2 separate regions of the Sus scrofa genome follow, and region 1 is linked to region 2. A link is a contact called in public HiChIP or PLAC-seq data. All regions are on one chromosome and are shown on one strand. The core of a region is the stretch at or near the end of the contact, and the rest is flanking DNA. Distances in the headings are between cores, read along the strand shown.

The links. HiChIP or PLAC-seq counts read pairs in DNA pulled down with a chosen protein or histone mark.
Region 1: an H3K27ac HiChIP or PLAC-seq map of alveolar macrophages shows a contact between it and region 2. The contact joins the enhancer-like site here to the promoter of RREB1 in region 2. A contact is called at or near these places in 2 of 5 promoter capture datasets (fetal liver and liver), 6 of 47 Hi-C or Micro-C datasets (embryonic fibroblasts, liver and skeletal muscle) and 2 of 2 datasets of contacts at active chromatin or transcription factors (alveolar macrophages and skeletal muscle).

Annotation. Positions count from the first base shown.
Region 1 is chr7:4,462,853-4,469,526 of Sscrofa11.1, forward strand. No RefSeq gene overlaps it. Among named protein-coding and RNA genes, the nearest start is that of RREB1, 46 kb to the right of the region's middle. Within about 2 kb of position 1,464, at least 63 of the 83 cell types and tissues checked have an H3K27ac peak or open chromatin away from gene starts, as enhancers often do. A contact at or near this core is called in alveolar macrophages, embryonic fibroblasts, fetal liver and 2 more, where this site is marked.
Region 2 is chr7:4,507,383-4,514,058 of Sscrofa11.1, forward strand. RREB1 (ras-responsive element-binding protein 1) reads left to right here and starts at 4,904. Exons shown (of 16, transcript XM_005665552.3): 1 at 4,904-5,192.

The DNA.
Region 1 (6,674 bases), core at 214-2,713, 48 kb before region 2:
TTTGTGGTATAACGAAATAAACTTAACTCAGCATCTCTCCAACTTCCTTATTTCATGTCCCCCTAAGAAAAACGCTGCCAATTAAACTAGGGCTCAAGGATGCCATCAAATAAGACATTAGAGATGGGGAAATACACGCATCTTGGAGTCAGTGAAATGTAGTGTATGACCGCAGGACTGTTTTTCAAACATCACCTATGATCATCACCACGCCTAAAGAACTTTTGAAGTTAAAAAAAGAAATACAGGGAGTTCCTGTTGTGGCGCAGAGGAAACAAATCCGACTAGTATCCTTGAGGATGCGGGTTCGATCCCTCTCCTGGCTCCATGGGTTAACAATCCAGCATTGCCAAGAGCTTCGGTATAGGGGGCAGACTCAGCTCCGATCTGGCGATGCTGTGGCTGTGGTGTAGGCAGGCAGCTACATCTTGGATTTGACCCCTAGCCTGGGAACTTCCATGTGCCACAGGTGTGGCCCTAAAGAGCCAAAAAAAAAAAAAAAAAGAGAGAGAAGAGGAGTTCCCATTGTGGCGCAGCGGAAACGAATCCGACGAGGAACCATGAGGTTGCCGGTTCGGTCCCTGCCCTTGCTCAGTGGGTTAACGATCCGGCGTTGCCCTGAGCTGTGGTGTGGGTCACAGACATGAGTGGATCTGGCGTTGCTGTGGCTGTGGTGCAGCCCGGCAGCTACAGCTCCGATTCGACCCCTAGCCTGGGAACCTCCATATGCCGCGGGTGCGGCCCTAGAAAAGACAAAAAAAAAAAAAAGAAAGAAAGAAATACGTAGTTGGCCCTTCCTGTAACCTGCAGATTCAACCAAGCTTGAATAAAAAAGATTTGAAAAAGATTCTGGAAAGTTTTAAAACTTTCATTTGCTAAAGGCCAGCAACTCTCTATAAAGCAGTTAATGTGTTTACACTTATTCGTGTTCCATTGGGTGTTGTAAGTAGCCTAGAGCTGATTTAAAGGACAGGGGAGATGCGCACAGGCCATATGGCAACACTACACCATGTAATAGGAGTCTCCAGCGTCCCTGGATTTTGGTATCTGCCTGGAGTTCCTGGAACCAATCTCCATGGTAACAAGGGACCACTGTACCGGTCACTCGTTTTGGGGTGCAAAACACCAAAAAGTCACCTTTTTAAAAAAGTAAGTTCCAGGTCTACATCATCGCCTAACTGTCCAGCTGTCCTCAGTGAGCATGCAAATCTCTTTAAACGAAGATGTCACGCAATTAAATCATTCAGCCGGTTAACAGCCTGCTCCACGCCGGTAGTAGGTAGTATAACTTTCACTTGAAACAACCCCTTTGCCTCTCAAGAGCCCCACACCCAGAAGTGACTCAATTTCATAACGCCACCATTAAAATCCCTAGCACTTTCCAAGCAACAGGCTTGGGCGTAAAGCATCAGTAACTCCACAGTGAGTCAGATGAAGTCTGTGAGTGTCGGTGGGGGAGGTTGCAGGGTTCCCAGATCAGCTTCCAGAGAATGGGTGCGGCCGAAGGCCGGGCTCGGCAGGCTCCCGGTGCATAACTGCGAGGGCCCGGCCAAGTCAGCCCGCAGGGCTTTGGGGCCCGCGTGTCCCACCCCAGGCTGGCCCAGGCGCCCCACCTGCCCCGCATGCGCAGGTTTGGCCCCTCTGAAAGGCTCTCTGGACGCACATCTGGGGCTTTCCCCTGGCCTTCGGGCTGGCAGGACCCCGCAGGGCCTCGAGCCGGTCCTCGGGACCGGAACGAACGGCCACTGACCCCGGGAGGCCCGGGTCACCATCACCCTCGCCTCCGCCCCCCACCCCTCCCGGGGCCGCTCTCCACCGCCGGCCTCCCTCGGGGCCGGAGGGACACTTGTGCGAGCTCGGCCGCGCTCCCCGGGACGCCGCATCCGCAGCCGCTGCGACGCGGGCAGCCCGGGATGGCCCGCGCGGCCCTCTCCTTCTCTATCCACCCGGCAGTTTCCATGGCTCCGCCGCCATCCTCCGCCCCCTTCCCCGCGCGGAGCCGGGCGGCGGGCGCGGCCGGCCCGGTGGGGGCGGCGGGGGGCGTGCCCGGCGCGGGGACCCGGGCGGCGCTCCCCAGCCGCGGGGCGCGTAGAGGCGCCCCCAAGCCCTCCCCCACGCCCCGGGCGGCCTGCCCCAGCCCGCTCGCCCGCACCCGGTCCGCTCCCCGCCGGGCCCGGCGCCGGGGCCCCAGGCGCAGCGCAGCCCCCGGCCCGGCCGGCGGCGCGGGGGAGGGGCGCGGCGCAGGCAAAGTTGCTGAGTTGCTTTGCTCGCTCAGAAGTTGCAGCTGAGACGGCAGCTTCCCGCCCCCTTCCTGGACTCGGCGGCTCGGAACACACACCCCGCCCGTCCTCACCCGCTACCTGCCCTCGCCCCCGCCGCCCCGGCCCGGACTCGGCAGCAGCCCCTCCCGGCGCCCGCGAGGAGCCCAGGTTTCCAGCGGAGTCGGGCAGGGGGCGGGCGCACCCCACCTCCCCGTGCCGCCCGGGGGAGGCGGGGGAGCGGGGTTGGGGTGGGGGCAGGATCCCCTCCGCCCGGTCGCCTCGCGGCCGCGGCGCTTTTGCAGTTTGCAAAGCCGAGCAGCTGGGCAGGGGTCGCCCACCGGCCCCCGCGCCCTGCCTGGCGAAGCGGGGTGTGCAGAGCGACACGCGGGCAGGGGTCCCATCCCCTCCCGCTGGGGCTTTCGCCCGGGAGGCGGGAGGGGCTCCGCCAGGGGCTGAGGTCGCCAACAGGTGCTCGCGAGCCCATGTGACGGGGGAGGGGCCGCGCAGGGGAAGCCGGGGTGGGGGCGGGGGCGGGCTCCCGCCTCCTCCGTCGCCTCCCCCTCCCCCTCGGTCCCCCGCGGAGCCCGGCGCCCGGCGCACCCCGCCCGCGGCGGCCTGGGGATGGCTCGCGGGTGGTTCTCCGAGCGCGGGTGCCCTCGCGGCCGGCCGGGAGGAGGAGCAGCAGGAGGGGGCGGGAGGGGATGCGAAAGTGGGTCAGGAATGTAACTGGACGCTGCGCACCCCCACGCACCCCCTCCCCCAGGGCCGGCCGCGCGGCCGCGCCAGCCTCTTGCTGTTGTGGTTCCCCAGCATTATCGGCGGATGGTTACCAGGGGTTCCCGAGGGATGTGTTTCCCGGTGACCCTTTGGGTAGAAAAACTTAGTTGCCTCAGTAACCGAGTTTGGCTTGGATGCGATGATGCAGTGAGGGCTCTAGGTGAGCGTGGCCGAGCAGTTGCACTCGGGGGTGGATTAACTTTTCTAATTACTGAACCACGACGGGAAGGGAAAGCTGGAGAGAAGGTGGGGTTTTGCCCTGCTCGTGTTTGTTGTTGTACATTTCAGAGAACCTAAATCCACGTTTTTGCCTTAGCGTTTGAGTCCACCACTGCAGGCCCCGGTTGCCATAAATTCAGCAGAGTTCCTAGCCAACGCTCACTTAGTGGATACAAAGGCTCGAAGTTGCTGTCTCAGGGTTGGAAGGGGCCAGGGGGACGCTGACAGTTTTGTATTTGGGCAGGCCTGAGGAACAAACACGAAGAGGCCTTTATTAAAAGGAGAAGAAAAAACAAATGGAAAAAAAAAGCCCCAAACCCAGCCCTCCTCAAAGCAGAAGAAGTGAGAGCAGCCCAGTTAGTTCCGTCTGGAGCCTAGTGGCATCTCACACCCCAAGCATGTGATTCGGGAGGGAGTATGCAGATTTTAAGTGATGGGCTTGGGGAGTTCCTGTTGCGGCATAGTGGGTTAAGAACCTGACTAGTATCCATGAGGATGTGGGTTGGATCCCTGGCCTTGCTCAGTGAGTTAAGGCTACACCTCCCCAGGGTGTAGGTTGCAGAAGCTCCTCCGGTCCCGCGGCCATGGCTGTGGTGTGGGCAGGCAGCTGCTGTTCCGATTCAGCCCCTAGCCTGGGAACTTGCAAGTGCCACAGGTGCGGCCCTAAAAAGACAACAAATAATACATAAACAGTAAAGTGATGGGCTCGAGGTTTGCATTGCTGGTGACACAGACCAAGTCCAGGGAAAAATCATCGTAAAGATGAGAGTGCAAAGAGAAAGCTTGGCGGTGTTTGCCACCCAGACTCTTGTTGATCACCCTTCCAGAGAGGTGTGGCATTTTTTTCCTCCTGCTGGTTTTGTTGCATAGTACAAGACAGGGTAGCGGAAGCCAGGCCCAAAGAGCCCAAGACGCTTCACTCTGAGGAGCAATGTGCACCTCCTGAAGTTTTATTCACAAGCCCAGAGGAGTGTGTTATCCTCCAAAGAGATCTGAAGAGCTCTCTGAAAAGCTGACTCAGGAATTAATGTAAATTTCTGTTTCCAGGGCAACCCCAGATAAAGCAAACTAAAGGGAGATGTATTTTGCATTAAAGAGCCTGTCCTCATAGGAAGCTAAAACTGATAAACTGAGGTTGTATAAATCAAATCATACCCTAAATTTATACATGAGAGGGGAAGTTACCTTGTGAAGAGCGTTGTGAAAAATCTGATCGTCTCTCGTCTAATTTTATTTTGAAAAACTACAGTTTTTTCAGTAGTACAGTGGGAGTGAGAATACTAATGGTTGGTATTCTTTGCGGGGGTGAACTGACCTTGTTACATTCTAGATCGAGGAGCTTTAAATTCAACTGGCAGAACATCTATCTCTCTTTTTCCCTCTTATGGTGCTTTGGTGAACTGTTAGAACAGCTGAAGTTGGAAACTGACCAATTCCATACACCGAATGGTCTTGGATTTGAATGAAAGTGGCAGAGCTACACAGAACTTTCTAGAAACTTAAAAAAAAAAAAAAAGATGTTCATGATCTTAGGTTTTTGTCACCGTGATAAGGAACTTTTCCTTCTCCGTGAGACAATTAAGATTTCAAATCTTGGTCCAAAACAGCATTGTTGCCATAGAAATGAATTGGAAAGTTAAGCAGAAAATGGAGTGGCAGGCGTCCTTTCTCCGCCCCTTCCTTCTCCCTCCCCCCAAATGTCTTCTGCGCTGAGAAGACATTTCTCTGGTGATCTCCCTTTTCATTATAAATCAGATTTATCCAGCAAGTTCGATTAAGGTATCAGTCTCTGTCAAGAAAGGATTAAAAAAAGACGCCTTAATGTTGTGGTGTGTTCTTGTATACTGAAAATATTTGTTGCATAATTGGGGCGTGCTTTTCAAGAACTCTTCCCTGTGCAGCAGATTTTCAGTTGGGTTGTTCTGGACCATGGGTTTACAACCATCTACTCAACTGCCACCGCCAAAATATTTCTTTCAATGAACGTTTGCTTTAAAGGTTTTAGCCAGCTACTTTGTAGAGAACCATGCTAATTTAAGGACTGTGGAGGTTACAGAGAGACGTGTTCACCTTCCTAAAAAGACCCCAGTCTAGAAGTTCCAGGCGACTCAGCAAGTTAAGGTTGCAGTGTTGTCACTACAGTGACTCAGCTTGCTGCGGTGATGTGGGTTCGATCCCTGGTCTGGGAATTTCCACATGCCAGGCGCGTGGCCAAAAAAAAAAAAAGACTCAAGTCTAATATGTTTTAGTCAAGGGGTGACAGCTTGATGACACACGTGAGTTTAACTGTTCAGGAATTTAATACAGACACCAGTGAAAAATATATGAAAATTGAGTTGAAAAGTAGAATAATGAGGGATTTTTAAACTGTTTTTCCTTTTTTTTTTTTTTTTTTGTCCTTTTGTCATTTTCTTGGCCACTCCCGAGGCATATGGAGGTTCCCAGGCTAGGGGTCAAATCGGAGCTGTCCAGAGCCACGGCAACGCCAGATCCGAGCTGCATCTGCAACCTACACCACAGCTCATGGCAACGCCGGATCCTTAACCTACTGAGCAAGGGCAGGGATCGAACCCACAACCTCATGGTTCCTAGTGGATTCGTTAACCTCTGAGCCACGACAGGAACTCTGTTTATCCTTCTTTTGTTTATTCTCTAAAATGTTAGCAGTGAACCTGAAGAATATGGTAGGTGGTTGAATCCTGTAGCACGACAAGCCAATGAGCGCTCTGCATCAAGCCGATCGTTAACCCTGAGCAAGGGCAGGACGACCGCAACTCATGGTCTAGTCGGATTCGTTAACACTGCGCCACGACGGAATCGCCTTGCTGTTTTTTAGGGAGATGTCGCCTGCCAGCCAGTGTGCTGCCGCGTCGGTCCAGGAGAGATCAGTTGTTAGGAGCTTTCCGGGAGGGGCCGAGAGCAAGGGTGAGCGGGAGGGTAAAGGGAGAGGGCACGCCCTTACTTAGCAAAGGCTCAGATGTGGCAGGGTGCTGGGTGTGCCCTGGGAGGGTAGCTGTGAGGTGGCAGCCATCAGGAAGTGCTCCCGAGGGAGTTGGTAGCACTTGAACTGAGGCGGTGCAGGATTTAGCTAGAGAGAGAAGGCCCTTCCTAGTGGTAGAGGTGAGATAAGCCGAGAGGCAGGAAGTTACAGGGCGTGTTTGGGGAATCGGAGTCCATCAGCTTTGCCACTGGAGATGGCTCGAGTATGACATTTGCCATTGGAACGTTAGGTGAGGGACAGACCCGTGAGGGGCCTTGAATGCCTGGCCAAGTTGGGTGTTAGGACTTTATTCGTAGGTCGTGGGAGTTATGACAGGATTTGGAGCGAGGGAAATACGTGGTCAGAGTTGGGCTCGGGGGAGGTTAATCTTGTGAGTTGGGTTTGAGTGGAAGCTGAGGCTGTTGCAAAGATCCAAG
Region 2 (6,676 bases), core at 3,654-6,153:
CATATGACCGACACCCACCCACACCCCCCAGATCAGGCCCTCGTCCCTTTGATTTTCCATGGGTAGTGGTGAGAGTTCTTGGAGGTACAGCCTTAGTCTGTTGACCTTTCAGTCCCATCATCTGATGGTCCTGTGTGTGCTATGATCCAGCCACGCTAGAATCCTTCCTGGTCTCTGAACAGGGCCCATAACTTGGGGCAACTGTGTCTTGGCATCTGCTGTTTCTTTTTTTTTCTTTTTCTTTTGCCATTTCTCGGGCTGCTCCCGCGGCATATGGAGGTTCCCAGGCTAGGGGTCTAATCGGAGCTGTGGCCACCGGCCTACGCCAGAGCCACAGCAACACGGGATCAGAGCCGCAACCTGCAGCACAGCCCAGTTCCCGCGTCGTCGGGAACTCCTGCATCTGCTGTTTCTAATCCCAGTCTCCACCTAGGGAATTTCTGGCCTTTCTCCATGGTTCAGCCCCATCACTTTCTCTTCCCTGGGGCTTTCCCCAATTGTTCTTTTTTTGTTTGTTTGCCTTGGCTTTTTAGGGCCGCACCTGAGGCACATGGAGGTTCCTGGGCTAGGGGTCCAATCCGAGCTACAGCTGCTGGCCTACACCACAGCCACAGCAACGCCAGATCCTTAACCCACTGAGTGAGGCCTCATGGATCCTAGTCGGGTTTGTTACCACTAAGCCAGAACAGGAACTCCCAGAAATTATTCGTTTTTTGTATCACTTCTCCACTATAGAACCTAGCACGACCATATGCATGTGTATGTGCGTGTGGGAGTGTGTTATTCTATCATCACTGTAATCAATTTTGTATATATGTACACATATATGTATATAAACTTCACTGAGATGTAACTTACATACTATAAATTCACCCCATAAAAGCATACAGTTCAGGAGTTCCCATCGTGGCGCAGTGGTTAACAAATCTGACTAGGAACCATGAGGTTGCAGGTTCAATCCCTGGCCTTGCTCAGTGGGTTAAGGATCCACCGTTGCTGTGAGATGTGGTGTAGGTCGCAGACTCGGCTCGGATCCTCAGTTGCTGTGGCTCTGGCGTAGGCCGGCAACTCCAGCTCCGATTAGACCCCTAGCCTGGGAATCTCCATATGCCCCGGGAGTGGCCCTAGAAAAGGCAAAAAGACAAAAATAAATAAATAAATAAATAAATAAGTAAGTAAATGCATACAGTTCAGGAGTTCCTGTCATGGCTTAGCAGAAATGAGCCCAACTAGTATCCATGAGAATGCAGGTTTGATCCTTCCTGGGTTAAGGATCTGGTGTTGCCGTGAGCTGCAGTGTAGGTCGCAGACACATCTCAGATTCAGTATTTCTGTGGCTGTGGTGTAGGCCGGCAGCAGCAGCGCTGATTCAACTCCTAGTCTGGGAACCTCCGCATGCTGCACTAGCAGCCCTAAAAAAAAAAATAAATGTAAAATAAAAAATAAAAGCATACAGTTTGATGGCTTTGGTATATTCAGAGTTGTTCAATCATCACTTCAATTTTAGAACATTTTTATCACCCCAAAAAGAAATCTCATACAAATTAGCAATCAATCTCTGAGTCCCTCCAAATCCTCAAACCCCCAGACCTAAGTAACCATCTACTTTCTGGCTCTATAGATTTGCCTGTTCTGGATATTTCATATAAACAGAATCAGAATAATATTTGACCTTTTGAGTCTGGCATATCACAGTTGATCCATGTTGTAGTATGACCTTCATTCCTTTTTACGGTTGTATAATATTCCATGTTTGCATGTGCCAAATTTTGTTTATCCACTCATCAATTGATGGGTATTTGGGTTGTTTCTACTTTTTAGCTATTATAGAGAATGCTCTTATGAACAATCTCATACAAGTTCCCGTATGGACATATGTTTTCATTTTTTGTGTATGCCCTAGGAATGGAATGGCTGAGTCAGATAGTAACTCTATGCTTGACATTTTGAGGAGCTGCCAAGCTGTTTTTAAAAGTGGCTATATGGAGTTCCGTGGTGGCTCAGCAGGCTATGGATCTGGCATTGTCATTGCTGTGGTTTGGGCTGCTGCTGTGGCACCAGTTCAGTCCCTGGGGCTGCGTACTGTGGGCATGGCCAAAAAAAAAAAAACCAAAAAACAATAAAACGTGGCTGTAGCCCTTTACCTTCCCACTAGCACTGTGCGAGGGTTCCATTTCTCTACTTCTTAAATGACACTTATTATTATCTGTCCTTTTATAATTTTTTTTTTTTCCTTTTTGGCTACCCCACAACATATGGAAGTTCCTGGGCCAGGGATTGAGTCCTAGCCACAGCTATGGCAATGCCAGATCCTTTAACCCACTGCACTGGGTGGAGGATCGAACCTGCGCCACCTCTGTAGAGACCTGAGCTGTTGGATTCTTAACCCATTGTGCCACAGTGGGAACTCCTTATCTGTCTTTTTAGTTACAGCTGTCCTAGTGGGTGTGAAGTGGCATCTCATTGTGGTTTTAATAGCATGTGTCTTTTTACCTATTAGATGTTCAATAGATATTTGTTGGATCAATGATATTTATACATAATATGAACAGACCTTTGGATGGGCCATTTGACTTCCAAGTTTATGAATGAGCTAGAGAAGTTGAACAGAGAGCTCAGTATCATTAGATTTTTTTTTTTTTTTTTTGCCTCTTGGGGCCACACCTGCAGCATATGGAAGTTCCCAGGCTAGGGGTCAAATCAGCTGCAGCCTCTGCCACAGCCACAGCAACATGGGATCCAAGCCAAGTCTGTGACCTCCGCCACAGCTCATGGCAACACTGGGTCTTTAACCCACTGAGCGAGGCCAGGAATCAAACCTGCACCCTCATGGATACTAGTCAGGTGTGTAACCTGCTGAGCCGCAGCGGGAACTTCCAGAATTCAACTTTCCAAAGTTACTTTAGACTATCTTCTCTCTTTTCAGTTGCCAGTATGACAAGGTGACATTATAAAGGGGATTTTTTCCTGAAAATCCATGGACATTTGCAGGTTCAAATGTATCTTATGGAATAAACTAAATTACCAGCAAAATCCCAACTTTGCTACGGTTCCTACTCAAAACCTACCACGGAACGGGGAGACCAGGAAAGGTGACTCCTGAATAGGGCCGTGGGGTGGGGGCCGGGGGGAGGCTCAGAAAAATGCAACTGCTGAAGTTTCTCTGGGTTGGGTTTTCCTCAGTAAACAGCAGACCCTGGGAAACACAACAGGTTCTGAAAACTTCATTTTGATGACTCTGGACGTCAGAGACACAGCCAGCTGAATCCGTTCCCTCTTGCACAGCTGATTATCTCAAGTCAGGAGGTAAGGGTCCAAACTGCTTTTGCGTGGTTCTAGAGAGTTCTTTCTTGGCCAGAACCCATCCATTCAGACCATTCCTAGGTAGACACTTCTGTCTGCAGCCCTGAAAACCAGAGTTCCACTGAGTGCTGCAAATTAAAGGCCCGTGATTGGGCTTACAATTGTGTATGGTGTGCAAGTGCATTCAGAGGAGCTGGCGTGGAACAGGGTCAAAGGTCACAGTAAATAGATAGTAGCCAGCTCTCTGTATGTATAACACCGTCCTGTTTAACAAGTCTCAAACGCCTCTTGCCGCAGCAGTCTTCTCCGCCAGAGCTGAGAGTCATCTTTAGAATTTGGGGAGTGTGTGGCGTTTGTTTTGCACAACCACAGTCACCCTTATCTGTCAGAAGATGTTCCAAAGGCTGACAACAGGCCCCTTTCAGAAGCTCGGTAGGAAAAGTATTAACAGTTGGAAACATGTCAGCTGCTTTATGGAGGAAGCACAGCCCAGGCCTGGTGTCTCTGCGCTCGGTGATAACTTGGGCCGCCCCGGCCAGGGCTCAGCGTGGTGGCTGGAGCCGCGGAGATGGAGAGCAGCTCGGAGGAGGGCCCCTGCTTTTCAGAGTTGAAACAGGAGCCCTCTGAGAGAAAGAGATATTGCATGTGGCTTCCCTGATGCCCCGGAGGGCGACGTGGATGACACAGCATCAGCCCTGCCATTGTGGGGTGGGGACACAGTGGCGGCCCCTTGGGGGCAACGTAGCCTCCGCTTAAGCATCACTTGTGGAGTGTGGGGACGGGAAGGTGACAAAAGCCGAGCGAGTACTGAATTTGCTGTACTGAGAACACGCTTCCCCGGGCAGCAGCCCCAGAGCTAGAAGGACCGGGCCCCGGGAGAGAAACGGCCCGAAGTTGGGGGCGGGGTGAAGCGCCAGTTCCTTAATCTGCTGCCCCATCAATCTACTCGTCCCACCTGGATGCAGGGCCAGGACCGCGTGGAGCGGGAACCGCGCGGGTGGGGATCACCGACCCATCGGCTTCCGAGAGGAAGAGGGGCGGCGCCCGGCCAGGACCCCCCCACCCCCAATGCACCCCCTCCCGGCCTCCGAGGCGCCCCTTCCGCGCCTCCCAGGCACCACTGCCTTTCCCCCTCCTTGGTTAAAATAGTGAAACAGCCACGAAGTAAAGTGATGGAAAGCCGGGGGGCGGAGAGTCGCCCGCAGTGAGGGCCTAGAGGGGAGGGGGGCGCGGTGGTCCAAGACCGTAGCAGGCGGGCGGTCGCTGGGCGGGTCGGGATCCCGCTCAGCTGTGGCCGCCGAGACCTCCCCCCCACCCCCCGGCGGCTCGGCCCTCCCTGGCCCGGGGCGCCTGCGGAGGGCGTGGGGCAAACCTGGGGCTGCGGTGGGGGTGGGGTGGGGGACTGCACCTCCATCCATCCCGGGATGGAAACGGCGGTCATCCGGCTAAAATCGGGGCGGGGGCTGCGGTGGGGACCGGCGGGTACCGCGGTCCCCCCCCACCCCCAGGCCGAACGCCGCCGCCGCGGCCGCCGCCGCTCTGTAACACGTCCCCAGGAGACTCGCAGGAGCAACACGTGATGTGTCTACTTATCAGGGTGAGAGGGGGAGAGCGAGTCTCCGAGCGTGCGGGCGAGGAAGCGGGGCGGGGGGCCGAGGCGGGGGCCGGGACGACGACTGGGGCGCCGGGGTCGCCAGCTCGTCGCCCACCTCCCTCCCTGTGGGAGAAGAGGAGGAGGGGAAGTGACTGCGGAGTTGATGAACTTTGCACATCCAGAAACGCCATTTTGATTCCTTTTCCGGAACAAGTTTGCATCTCTCCTCGTTCTCTCCCCGAAGCCCACCGGTCCCTACTGCATCATGCCTGGGAGCCAAGCGCCCTGCCCCGCCGTGAGTACGCGCCCCGGGTTCGGGCTCGCGGTCCTTGGGTGGCAGCGAGATGTCTGGGGCTGAGCGGGAGCGACCTTTTAAAGAACTTTTGGGGATGGGGAGGGTGAAGTCTGCAGTGCGCGTTGTACTTTTTAAACTCAGCGTTTCCCGGAGCCGTGGACCCGAGCGCCCCACGCCGCGCTACGTGCGCTCGGGACAGTGGGGCCGGCCCGGGATGAGCTGGGCAGCCCTCTCCCCTCGGGCTGCGCGCCGGGCCGCTCCTCCTCCTCCTCCTCCCCCTCCTCCTCCTCCTCCTCCCCTTCCTCCGCTCCTTTTCCCCTTCCCGAGCTGCCGGCTCTGCCAACCAGCTCCCAGAGCGAGCAGCCTGGGCTGCCGCTGCGCCGCGCCGCCAGGATCTGATGCGCATCCATATTAGCCGTCCGAGCGCAGGAATCCGGCCCGACCCGCGCCGCCGCGCCCGCCGAGCAATTTATTTTTAACCAGCACCGCCGGGACTCGGATGGTGCGCGCACCGCGGGCCAGAAACATCTTCCCAGCGCTGCTCTCCATCTTCCGCCCTCTCTCCCCCGACATCCTCCCCCCCATGTGGGAGGGGAAACTTTTCTCCTACATACTTTCGAGTCCCTCTCGGGCCGAGGAGCACGGAGATGACGGCGCCCGCCCGCCGCCGCAAGGTATCCGGGGGTGCCCGCTCGGGGTGCCCGCCTGGGGTGCTGGCTCGGGGGTGCTCGCAGGGGCCGCGCGGTGGGAGCATCCGCCGCGCCCTGCTCTGCGGACTTTGATCCTCCCCGGCGGACGGCGCCGGCCCGGAGGGGGGCCGCGGGCAGCCCTGCGCCCTGGCCGTTCCCAGCTCGTGGCTGGTGGTCACGCCGACCACCGCCCCCGGGTGACCGGGCGAGGAGGGGCCGGGGCGGGGGCCGCGTCCGCGCGTATTGTTTCCTTGCCCTTCCGTTGACGGTGTACGTGTTTTCGTGGGAGCTATCGGTGTGGAGCGGAGCCTGCATCGCGGGAGGGGGGGGGGGACCTCGGCGCCCGGCGCCGTCACGAGCACAGGAAGGAGGCCGGGAGCATCCGAGGCGGGGCCGGCCGCCGGGGCCCGCTTCGCCGCCCAGCTGTGGAGCGCGCTCGGAAACTTTTGTCCGCCGCCCGCTGGACCAATTTTTCGCAAGTTGTGGGGCTTCCCTGCCTCCTCCCATCCCGGCCGGCAGCGCCGAGCAGGGGCGGGGGGCGGCAGTGTCGAGGGCTGGGGACCCCGTGCGCCCCCCCCAACCCCGGTCTCGGCCCGGCCCCCCGCGCCCCCTCCTTGCTCGCGGTCTCTTAGGAAACTGCGACCTTAATGGTTGCTAAGGAGCAGGGGAGGTCCTTCCCGTCGCCGGCCCCCTCCCTGGAAGCGGCGTGTTTTCTGGACGGGACCGAGGGTCGCGTCCAGGATGTGGGGACTCGCTCCCCGCCGCCCGCGGGGCCCGGGAGGCGCGTGAGTGCGG